2 separate regions of the Mus musculus genome follow, and region 1 is linked to region 2. A link is a contact called in public HiChIP or PLAC-seq data. All regions are on one chromosome and are shown on one strand. Each heading gives the region's core, a stretch centred on a gene start, on an enhancer-like site or on the middle of the called end of the contact. The rest is flanking DNA. Distances are from core to core; before and after follow the strand shown.

Evidence for each region. HiChIP or PLAC-seq counts read pairs in DNA pulled down with a chosen protein or histone mark.
Region 1: a contact with region 2 is called in an H3K4me3 HiChIP or PLAC-seq map of intestinal crypt epithelium, with 5 read pairs. The contact joins the enhancer-like site here to the promoter of Ddx60 in region 2. A contact is called at or near these places in 4 of 39 promoter capture datasets (cranial neural crest, embryonic stem cells and macrophages), 6 of 484 Hi-C or Micro-C datasets (embryonic stem cells, erythroblasts, nephron progenitors and 1 more), 1 of 115 datasets of contacts at active chromatin or transcription factors (intestinal crypt epithelium) and 3 of 9 other capture datasets (adipose tissue, liver and pancreatic islet).

The regions. Positions count from the first base shown.
Region 1 is chr8:62,001,432-62,007,423 of GRCm38.p6, reverse strand. All of the region lies in intron 28 of Ddx60 (DExD/H box helicase 60), which reads right to left. Among named protein-coding and RNA genes, the nearest start is that of Ddx60, 76 kb to the right of the region's middle. Within about 2 kb of position 4,708, at least 9 of the 459 cell types and tissues checked have an H3K27ac peak or open chromatin away from gene starts, as enhancers often do. A contact at or near this core is called in intestinal crypt epithelium, where this site is marked.
Region 2 is chr8:61,926,201-61,931,547 of GRCm38.p6, reverse strand. It overlaps Ddx60 (DExD/H box helicase 60), which reads right to left and starts at 3,461. Exons shown (of 38, transcript NM_001293783.1): 1 at 3,272-3,461.

The DNA of each region.
Region 1 (5,992 bases), core at 3,459-5,958, 75 kb before region 2:
TCTACAGAGTGAGTTCCAGGACAGCCAGGGCTACATAGAGAAACCCTGTCTTGGGAAAAAAAATAAGAAGAAAGATTGTCCAATAATTAGAGGCATAGACAGACAGTCAAATTGTTTCCCTGGAATTTGTTCTCACTACAGAAAGTATAATCTTTGGGCCAGGACTTGGGCAGTATGCTCACATTATATTTGAGTTAATACAAAGCTCAGAGCAGCCACAGTAAGGTTTGTGTGGTGTTTCTTTTGTTTTGTAAACCCTGCCTAGGGAAGTTTTGGGACCTCACCTCTCCTTGCTTCCCAGGAATAATTTTAAGCCAAAACAACATTATTACAGATCTATCCAGGTGTTGCTCAAAATAAAGTTTAAACTTAAGATATATGAATTGTCAATGAGGCTGTGGAACTTCTAAAGGCATTACAATATGATCTGCCTACTCCATATAGAGTAGAGGAAGCTTCTATAATCAATTTTTATTCATTGTAATCAATGGTAATCAAACATTAGCTGCTTATTTTAGTTATTGTTACTCAATGTGCCCACAGCAATTCTTTGACAAAAGAGAACATTAATGTGGAATCATCTTTCTTCATCTCCAAACAAAGTTTTAGCATCCTATTATGAAGCTGTTGTTAATAAAGAATTGTAAGATAGAATCATAAGATATTTTAGAAAAAAATGTCTTAAAAACCTGATGAGATGTCTATTCTTTGTCTCAAACATCAATTAAATTGGTTATTGCAGAATATTGATAGTTGGTCTATTGCATAGTAAACTTTTTAGGTAAAATTGATAATCATAATGCAAAAGATAAGTTGTTAAAAATTGCTTCTATGCATGCTTTTGTATTTCCTGTAAATTTATGCATACATCCCATAAATAATACATCTACTATATTTATAAACAGCCCTTCTATGGGAGAGAAGTATATGTGATTGGATCACATGTTTATTCTTTTGAGTTTCCTGGTGCTTCAGCACAGATAATTGAATTGTGTGCTGTATCCAATGTTTTGAAATGTTGAAAAAAATCAAGCAAGTGGAGACATTCATAAAGGATATTATAAAATAGTAGTAGATTTGAAAGATTGTTTCTTTACTATTCCTTTGTATCCTCAGGATTGTGAAAGGTTTGCTTTCAGTGTTCCTTCTATTAATTTTAAAGAGCCAAAGAAAAGGTATCAATGGATAGTTCCTTCTCAAGGCATGGCTAACAGTTTTACATTATGTCAAAAATTTGTGGCACAAGCCATTCAGCCTATAAGACAGGAATGGCCAATAATATACATTATACATTACATGGATGATATCTTACTAGCAGGAAAAGATCCTCAAGACTTGCTTCTATGTTACTGAGAAATACAACAGGCATTATCTGATAAAGGGTTACAAATAGCTCCAGAAAAAGTGCAAACTCAAGATCCTTATAATTCTTTAGGTTTTAGGCTTACAGATCAAGCTGGTTTTCCTCAGAAAATAATTATTCGTAGGGACAATTTTAAAACTTTAAATGATTTTCAAAAGCTGTTAGCTGATATTACTTGGCTTTGTCCTTATTTACAGGAGAATTAAATCTGATCCTACCTCTCTTCGAGTTTTACCTTCAAAAGGGTTGTTGGCCTTACAACAAGTAGAGAGAGCTACTGAAAAACAATTTGTTACATATATAGATTATTCTTTGCCTTTACATTTGTTGATTTTTTAATACAACTCATACACCTACAGGGCCTTTTGAGGTCAATTGCCTCAGTTTGTGGAACTTGTCACACAGATCCTACTGGAGGTGGTATGTCACAAAACACCATTCTTGCTCGAAAAAAATTCCTTTTTATATTGGTTTTATAAGAGCTCATTCTGATCTTCCCGGACTTTTAGCTGCCGGCAATAATTGTATTGACAGAGCTTTAATAGGAGAAGGTTTAGTTTCAGATCCTAGAGTTTTGGGTAAAGATGATCATGATAAATTTCATCTTTCTAGTCACACCTTAAGGTTCCATGACATAAGATCACTAAGGCGCAAGCTAGAATGATTGTAAAGCAATGTCCTGAGTGTCTTACATTGTCTCAAGTTCTTCATTTAGAGGTTATGCCCGATCATATTTGGCAAATAGAGGTAACTCATTATTCAAAATTTGGAAAATTGAAATATATACATGTTTGCATTGACACTTGTTCAGGACTCAGTTTTGCTTCTCTACATACAGGAGAAGCTTCTAGAAATGTAATTGATATTGCTTACAGTCTTTTACTGCTATGGGATTGCCTAAAATCATCAAGGTAGATAATGGCCCTGCTTATACTGGAAATAGCTTTATTCAATTTTGTAAGGAATTTGGAATTGAACATAAAACTGGAATTCCTTGTAATCCATGGGACAAGGAATTGTTGCATGTGTGCATTGCATTCTGAAAAATTAGCTTTTGAATACCAAAAAAGGGGTAATCAAATCCCTGTACACCACAAAAATTTTTAAAATTTCAATGTAAAGGAACTCTCTGTGTGTGGGAAGAGGGCAAGTCTGTGTTTTTTCTGCAAGATGCTGAAGGAGCATGCTAGCGGCCAGAGTGGTTAATGAGACATGCTGATGCTGGGACAAAGAATGATGCTGATCATGAGTTTGTAGAGAGTGTCTTGACACTGATGATAAAGAAGTTGTATTGGGCCTTTGTCCCTGATTCACCCTTTATTACATCCAACAGTATGGGAAGGCCTAGAAGTTGTGGTAATGGTAAACAACACTAAGTTGATGGATATGCCTGCTGGAGGAAATTTCACTATCAACAGGGAAATTAGTTACTTAAGATTTAAAACTAAAGTCTCCATATGCTTTTGTGGGAGGTGCAGCTACAGGAACTTCTGCCCTAGTTTTGCAAGAAAAAAATTATGAGCTTCTTAGAACAACAATAATACAGAATAAAGAAAAGAAGCTGAGCTCTCTCCACATTGTAAACACATCACCCTTTTTCCCTGGCTATCTCTCTTAAGAGAGGGCCTGATACTTGCCAGTATTACTGAATTAGAAAATGTCTCAGCCTGCTTCCTTTGTGCAGCATTAGGATGCCCTCCATTGACAGCTATCCCTTATCTCATCCCTTTTAATATGTCTGGTGCCAGTCCTAAGACCTTTTCCTCAATTTCTGACATATCCTTGTTATTGATCCCTGAACAACAGCAATTTAAATTTTGCTATACTAGTCCCAGTGATAATTTGTGCAATCAGACTAGCTCACCTAGTCAGGATCTGATTGCCCCTGAGGGTTCTTATTTATTTGTTTGTTTGTTTGTTTATTTATTTATTTATTTATTTATTTATTTGGTGTAGTGTAGTGGTACCCTTACTAAAACTCTTTCCAAAAACATAAATAAAGAATTGCTGTGTCTTCCTGTGACCCTAGTTCCTCAGTTGACCTTGCTAACTCCCTCCAAGTATTTGAGCTGGAATAGTCCCCCGGATATTAGGATAAAGCAAGCTGTTTTCCTTCCTGTAGTGGCCAGCGCCTCCTTGGTAACCTCTGGCTGCCTGTTTGGCTGGAGGAACTTTAACCCATTGGCGGTGGAAGCCTCCATTGAATCATTAGCTTCTTTACAGAGACAATTAACTTCCCTCACCCAAGTTGCCTTAGAGAATTGACTAGCACTTGATTTGCGGACCACTGAGAAAGGTGGCGCCTGTCTCTTTCTGAAAGAGGAATAAGTTTCTCTCTGAATGAGTGGGAACTCCAATACAACAGTTACATTCACTTAATTTGGAGCTCCAGAGAACACAGTTTTCAGCTGCTGCTGCTAATTGCTGGAAGTCCTCTATGTTCACCCTCTTGATGCCCCTCCTTGGACCTTTAAAAAGCATTTTATTATTAATAACTTTGGGGCCTTTTATTTTTTTAAAACAAATTTCTGGTTTTATAAAACAGCAGATTGATTCCATGACATCAAGACCTTTGCAAATTCATTATTATAGACTTGATTTGGCTGACAGAGGCCTTGCTGAACCTGAGGTTGATAATTCTCTTTCAGGAACTGCATACGATTCAGACCTGTGCATACTGGTTTTTGATAATATGAATCCACTATGGGCATCAGCATGGGTTGCAAGGCTAAGCACCACAGGGGACGGTCTCACATGGATCATCACTGAATTCCCCGTGAGACAAACCTGATTTGTAAGGAGGTTGGTATCTGTTTTCAACCTAATCCTAAGGATTTTTCTAAGGTTCTGCCTCCCCTCCCCACAAAATACAAAGAGGTATGACTGTGGGTATTGATGGAACTCATGAGAGGAATCAGGTCAATGCTCCCCCTGCTGGTTAACATCCACTCATCCAAGGATGAGATGACTATTAATCACCCCAGATCCATGGGGCCTTAGTGAAAATAATTAAAAGGGAGGAGATGCTGGGAGCCATGGCCTCAGTCATGGCTTTGTGGAAATTTTCTAGCTTATATAAACAATCCTGAGAGAACGTTTGTGGTCGTAACAGTAAGAATGTTTGTGGATAGAGAGGACACTGAGTCCGTAGGTTCCAGATGCTGAAGATTGCCTGACCTTCAGAGAATCCCTGGGCTCTTCCCCCCTCCCTTGGCACCTCCTCTTTTCTTTCTTATATTGCCACTCCTGAATAAAGTTTTTCAGAGCTTGATCAGGAAACTGACTTGCTCTCATTCTTCATGATTCTTGTCCCTCCCACTCTGTTTCCCTTGCCCTGGGTCCCTGCTGATTATCCCTGCAGGTTGGGGCATACACACACACACACACACACACACACACACACACCTTAATTGTGTGACACAAATGTCACAGAGAAACTTCTGGGCACATCTAAAATAATTATCTTCTCCCATCCCCATCTACCTCTCTGTTTAGTACCTCAGTTTACCTTTCAAATATAAAAGTGCAAGCATTATTCATAGTTGTATATCCAGAGTCACAAAGAACATCCAGCATGGGATAAGTACTGCAGGAAACATTGTATGTAAAATATGAGAAGAGAAATTTCTCTGTGAGAGGGCAATAAATCTTTTATAAGGCTACTTCCTGGTAAATATTTGATCAACCAAAGTTCATTGAGAAATGATATAACAATAAAGTACGTTCACTTTTTCTGCCGTTAGATTGCATGATCACTAATAAGAACTAGATGAGAGTGTGAAGTTTATTCATATCATCTAACTTCTTGCTCATTTTTTTTTCCTGATGTAGTTAACATATGGTGACTTTTGCTGTCTCCTTATACTGGTGGCTGTTTGTACTGTTTTCTGATGATGTTTATGGTTATAAATTGATGTTTTCTAATTGTTTTGTAACTGAGGCTTGTAGCAGAATTTCCCCCTAATTAATTGGATAATAAAGACGACAAGAAGCCAATCACTGGATCAGGAGGAGGCAGTCCTTCCGGCCCGAGAGAGGAAGAAGGAACACAAGGAGAAATGAACTTTTTTGGACTGCGAGGTGGGAGCCATAGAAGGCACCATGTATACCAGGAACTCTTAGATCTGGTTGCAGAATCCATCACCAGAAGATTTCTAACATAGACTAGTTCATGAGTTTAGGGTGATAGATTCCATGTCCAGCAAATGTGCTATCTGTTGATTCTAAACTAAGATTGTCTGGTGTTTTCCATTTTCTGGCGACTCAACTGAGCTCAAGGAGAAAGGTAACTGTGTGAGTTGGGAGAATGTTCCCCCAGCTAGGTCAGAAATTTAGGAGTGTGCCAGCATTGACAAGGGGGAACAAGTGGTCTCAGGCAACATACTGAGACCACTGGCTGGTGCCAAGCCAGCAATAGTGTGGCTTGTTTTTTAATAATTACATTTCACAGAGGCTTATACATATGTCAAAATAAAACATGCTAATTGTTAAATATTTATTTTTCAAATCCCTTTAACAAGCACAAACTTTGAAAGAGTAGAAACTTTACATATAGAAAAGGAACAGCCTTATGTACCTTCTGAAAATGTGCGCTCTGATGAAGCTATCATATTTCCCTAGTATCTGTTA
Region 2 (5,347 bases), core at 2,212-4,711:
TCAGAAAGACAATGATGGTATGTGTTCACTTAAATGGATGCTAGCTGTTAAGTCATTGATAAGCAGGCTACAAGCTGTATAACCAGAGGGGTTAAGGATCGTGTGACTGACTAGGATGAAGGTTGCATTGCCCTAGGAGAAGGAACTAGAATAGCTAGTTATGGGTGGATGGCAGGGGGTGGGGGTGGGGTGGTGTTGTAATGGAATGAGGCAAGGGAGAGGAAATGGAGAGGACCTAATACAGTAGAACCTTCCTATCAGAAACGCATATATGAAGACAATCGAAATGAATTTGCCAAATAAGGGGGTGAGGTTAGAGTCCCAACTTGACATCTCCTGTTTCAAAATGGAGCTTCCAGTACCAAGAATGGGTTACATCTAGCTCTTGGCCAAATAAGTCTCATAGGAACACCCAAATAACCTAGGATATTGCCAAACTAACCCTCTTGGAGTTCTCTGAGCCCAAGAGAAGGTGGAAAAAGTGTAAGAGCCAGAGGACACCAAGGCACCAAGATCTTCTGGATACAACAGGACTGGAGCACATGTGAACTCTGGCAATGTGAGACTGGCAATATGCACAAGGACCTACATGGGTCTGTACCAAATGGGGTACCAGGACTGAAAGAAGTGAACACATGCCCCTCTCTGGGCCCATCTCTAACCTAGAAGCTATCCCTAATAGGTAACCACTTGCAAATGAAAAATGAGTTTTCTCGCTGAGGAAACAATCTACTCTTAACTGTAGGCTTCATACCCACTACTAAGTAGATGGCCAAACTCAAGGCATTTTTGTAGGTTCTTTGTTTTATAATGTTGAGTCAGAACTTTCTTTTCCATCTTACAGGTCCTTAGCATATGTATTATTTCTTCTGGTTTTGTGTTTCTAAGGGATTCCTGTGTGTGTAAAAATGTGTGTCTCTGCAGTTTATCTTTAGGGTGAGCTGGTGATATGAAAAAGCAGCTGGTTATCACTCTATAAACAAAGAGCTCTGCAACTCATCCCCAACCAGCCTCATACAGACAGACCAAAGGCCAAAGCCGACCACCATCCCAGAGCTCACGCTCACCCCACTGGTACAAACCCTCCTGGAACACTGAGTCTAGTTATTGTCCATAAGGATTGTACTCCTTCATGTACCGCCTGGACTGGACCATTAAATTATACCAAGCAAGTCATTAGTAGCAGTATGTGCATGACAAGCTGTTAATAACATGTATGTATAGGCCATTCAAAAGAATGAAAAGAAAAAATATTGCTGGATACTTTTATGAGGGAAAAAAACATGTTTTTAAATTTCTAAAAGAAAATACCTTGAAGCCAGGATTCTGCATCAAACATACATTTTAGTTCATTGAGAATGCAAAAAGATATAACCTGTCATTGTAAAGTGAGGCATTCCACCAATTCTCATCTTGAATTGTAATTCTAGCTAAAGGAAGAGGGGGGATGCAAAACAAAATCCACAGAGAAACTGTGGAAAATAAAAAGATTCAATGGAGCTATGTACATAGTTTACATGTAGTAAGACTACTTCTAGGGGTAGCCACAGTAATATAGGACTATATTTTCAGGCTAAAACATGCAGACTGCATCGACATTGAATAATATCTACATAACCGGACCAATAAAATTGCTCAGTGGGTAAAGGTGCTTGCCACCCAGCCAGATGACCTGCATTCTATCCTTGAGACCTACCTGAGAGAGGAAGAGAACACATCCCTGCAGATTGTCCTCTGATCCCCACAGGCACGTTGTGCCTTTAGAAAGTATGAACATATAAAGGGCCAGAAAGATGGCAGATGATGCAGTAATTAAGACTGTCTACTGCTGTTGTAGAGGACCAACCAACTTCTGTTCCTAGAATGTACACAGGCTCACAACAGGTTGTAACAGCACAAGGGATCCAACCACGCTGGACTCCTAGTATATTTGCACTCAAATGCATATTCCCACACATCAACAAACACACACACTTAAAAAGTGAATCTAAAAGCTATTTACTGATTTCTCATTCTTTTACTCACTATGAAAAGAAATTACAAGAATTGTCACAAAATCCTGCAAAACATGATAGACCTGATACATACACATACATGTGTATATATGAATATGTGTATATGTGTATATGTATATGCATATATGTATATATGTATGTATGTATGTACGTATGTACGTATGTATGTATGTATATATGTATGTATGTATATATGTATATATATATGCATATATGTATATACGTATATATATGTTGGGCGTCCTGACACCCTTATTACCAGGACAGTCTCTCTGGTAATGAGGCATGTTAGTTAATTGAGAAAGCCTCCTATATCCTTGGAAAGTACAGCCACCTGTGAGAAGTGACCTGAAGTGTGACAATGGAAGGTATCAGACTCTGAGTTACCCTTAATCAACAACTTGCAAGAAATCAGAGAATTCCAGACTTCTTACTGACCTCAAGGAACCAAAATGAGCACCCAGAACCTGGCTCCGCCCTGGCAGACATCTTGAGTTCTATGCTGGGCTTTGCAAAAAGCACTTAGCCTGTGCCTAAACAGAATCTGTAAAATAAAACACCTATTGTGTTTAAAGCAACTCAGTTTGTGCTGATTTGTGATGAGGAAACAGAAAATCAATCCCTGCTCCTTACACATGAATACATTAAATCTCAGATGACTCAAACAGGGAGACTGAGGCAGCGGGATACTCCAAGTTGGCCCAACCTGGGTTCCATGGGGAGTACCAGGAAGCCCAGGGAGACTGCTAGGGCTAGCATACGAAGAGATTGGGTGGGGGGATGCATTTCTGCAGTAAAGCATAACTTGTCTTAGCCACTGCAATTTCAGGGCAACTACAATTCATCTGGGTTTTTCTTCACATTCTGCTTCTAGCTCTGGAAGCCTGAAGTAGGGCCCCGATTCGATTCGGCACCTAGGAGAAAAACTATTGGTGGGGATGTTCAACATTTATTGGCTGTGCACACACCCCAATGCCCCTACTTATTGATCCCTATCCCAGCTACCCGTTTACAAAGGATCCTCAAGAGACTGAGTCAGGCATCTTTTTCCCTGCCACTCACCACTCAGACCTCTTCCCTCTGTGGTCCACCGAGTACTGGCCACTGGGGTAGGTGGGTCTGTGCTCCACTGCCCATTGAAAGCTACCTCCTAGTGCTGTCCCCTCAGCTCCGCTCCAGCTCCTCTTTTGGGATACTCTGACCTAGGCACGCCCTACAATCCCCTGGCGAGCCCAGAAGCAACCCCCTGGCCTCACCGGGAAGCCCAGACCGGGAACCTGGACCTGCTACGTGCAGAGAACCGCTGGTCTGCGCAGCAGGTATTGAGCGCGCTGGTCCGCGCTGCAGGTAACAAGCAAGCACACAGTCGACCACAGGAGACCTAAGACCAATCGCTAGCTCCAAAAAGTGGCAACTTGTGAGTCTCTCAGGCCGCCTTTTATAAGTGAAGGATAGTTTCGGTTTCTCTTCTGCTCCCAGAAGCTTTAAGTTTCGGTTTCCATTCATCACTAATCAAAGAGCATTTGGTGAATGCAGCTTTGCGCATCCTTTGGTAAAGTTAGTACTGTTAAGGTAGGAAAACCAGAGGCTTTGGGATTCTTGAGGTAAGGAGGAGGATTTGACAGGGAAATCTGGAGACATCTAAGCAAGGCAACATTGGAGAGGCTGTAGCAGCAGAACTCCGGGCGCTGTGCCAATTGCTCCTACTGTGCTAACGACAGCAGGAGGACAAAGCCTCAACAAAGCCCAGACACCTCTACCTTTTCAGGTAGTATTTTAAAGGTAGGTAGGAATTTGAGATTACATGAGTCTATTATTGAAGCCTGTGATTAATCCATTTGGGATCTTCTTTAGCCGAATGGCACTACTAAACAAGCTGAAAATGGAGCCTACTTTTATCTCAGCCTTAATAACTTTTCTTTCCTTTGATTTTGTTTGATTTGGTTTGGCTTGGTTTTTTACCTGTCAATACCTGAAATTTGGGTTTGAAAGCTGGCTTGCTTAGTATCCTATGCTTGCTGAACTTTAGGAAGGCTCTAAATATGACAATTCTATTTTCAATATTGGAATTCTAGAAAGTGGGGGACTCTTGCATTTGGGTGACCGTGACAACAATGGGACCAAAAGCTATTTTGTCAGGCACTGGCAGAACTCTCATCCATGGGGAAAGAGCAACAGAATGCAATGTGTTGAGATAACTTGAGAAACATCCATTGTTTTGAAGGCCATTAAGAATGGACCCTTCCCTCATGGTCAGCTTTTGACCTAGCCCCTGTTTCCTTGGTAACAGTAAGAAAAGGTCCCACCCTTTCTGTCCTCCTTTACATTAAAATACTACCTGAAAAGGTAGAGGTGTCTGGGCTTTGTTGAGGCTTTGTCCTCCTGGGTGAGAAAATGTCACCCTTTCCTGTTCCCTCCAATTTAAGTCAGCGACCTAATTCCTTGAGACTGTGGTAACTGTGGTAATAGATACTGCACGCATAGCCTAAACCAAGGAGCATGATATAAGTGGATTATCTCAGGTGGGCCCAAAATAATCATAAGCAGGTTCTTAATGTGGTGACAGAGGCAGAAATTCAGGCTGGTAATTTGATTACATATGTAGTCTTCTAGCAAGACTCTATGAAGATGATGGAAAACCACAAACCAAGGAATGAAATTGAAATAATCTACTCCAGGTTACAAATCTCCATGCTTATTAAGCCAACTGTGAGCACTGTGAGTTCTTTACACAGCCAGCTGACCAAGAGTAAGCTGGCACCTCAGGAGAGCTCTCGGTGGAGAAAACAGGGTTTTCAAGTCAAAAGTCTACAATTATAGCACACAGGGGGTAGGCTGAGGACATGTCACATCAGGATATATATATATATAATTTACTGGAGCAAGGACAACTCTGTGGCCACCATTGAGGGATATGTCTCCCTCACTGTTAATGTTTACTGGTCCTCAGGAAGAGCTCATGAGCTCCCCTCATCAGTGATGGAACGTTGATGAGCCTTGTCTTGTGTTGATAGTCACTGTTACTATGAATTCACAGGTATAACAGGCATGTCGTGTCCAGAAGAGAGTGTTTCACAGCACTCTTTCCTGTTTGAGACTCTTACATTCTTTCCCTCCTTTCCCCCATAATATTCCTTGAGCTTTGGAGGAAAAGATATCAATGTCTCATTTTAGGATGAGTGCCCAGCTGTCCCTTATTCACCAGTTATCTCTGCATTAACCATCACCTACTCCAGAGCCACCCAAATCTATGAATATAGATACAAATATTTAGAAGGCGGTTTGACATCATATCCATATAGCAAAGCAACAGGAGTAGTTTCCCCTTTAGA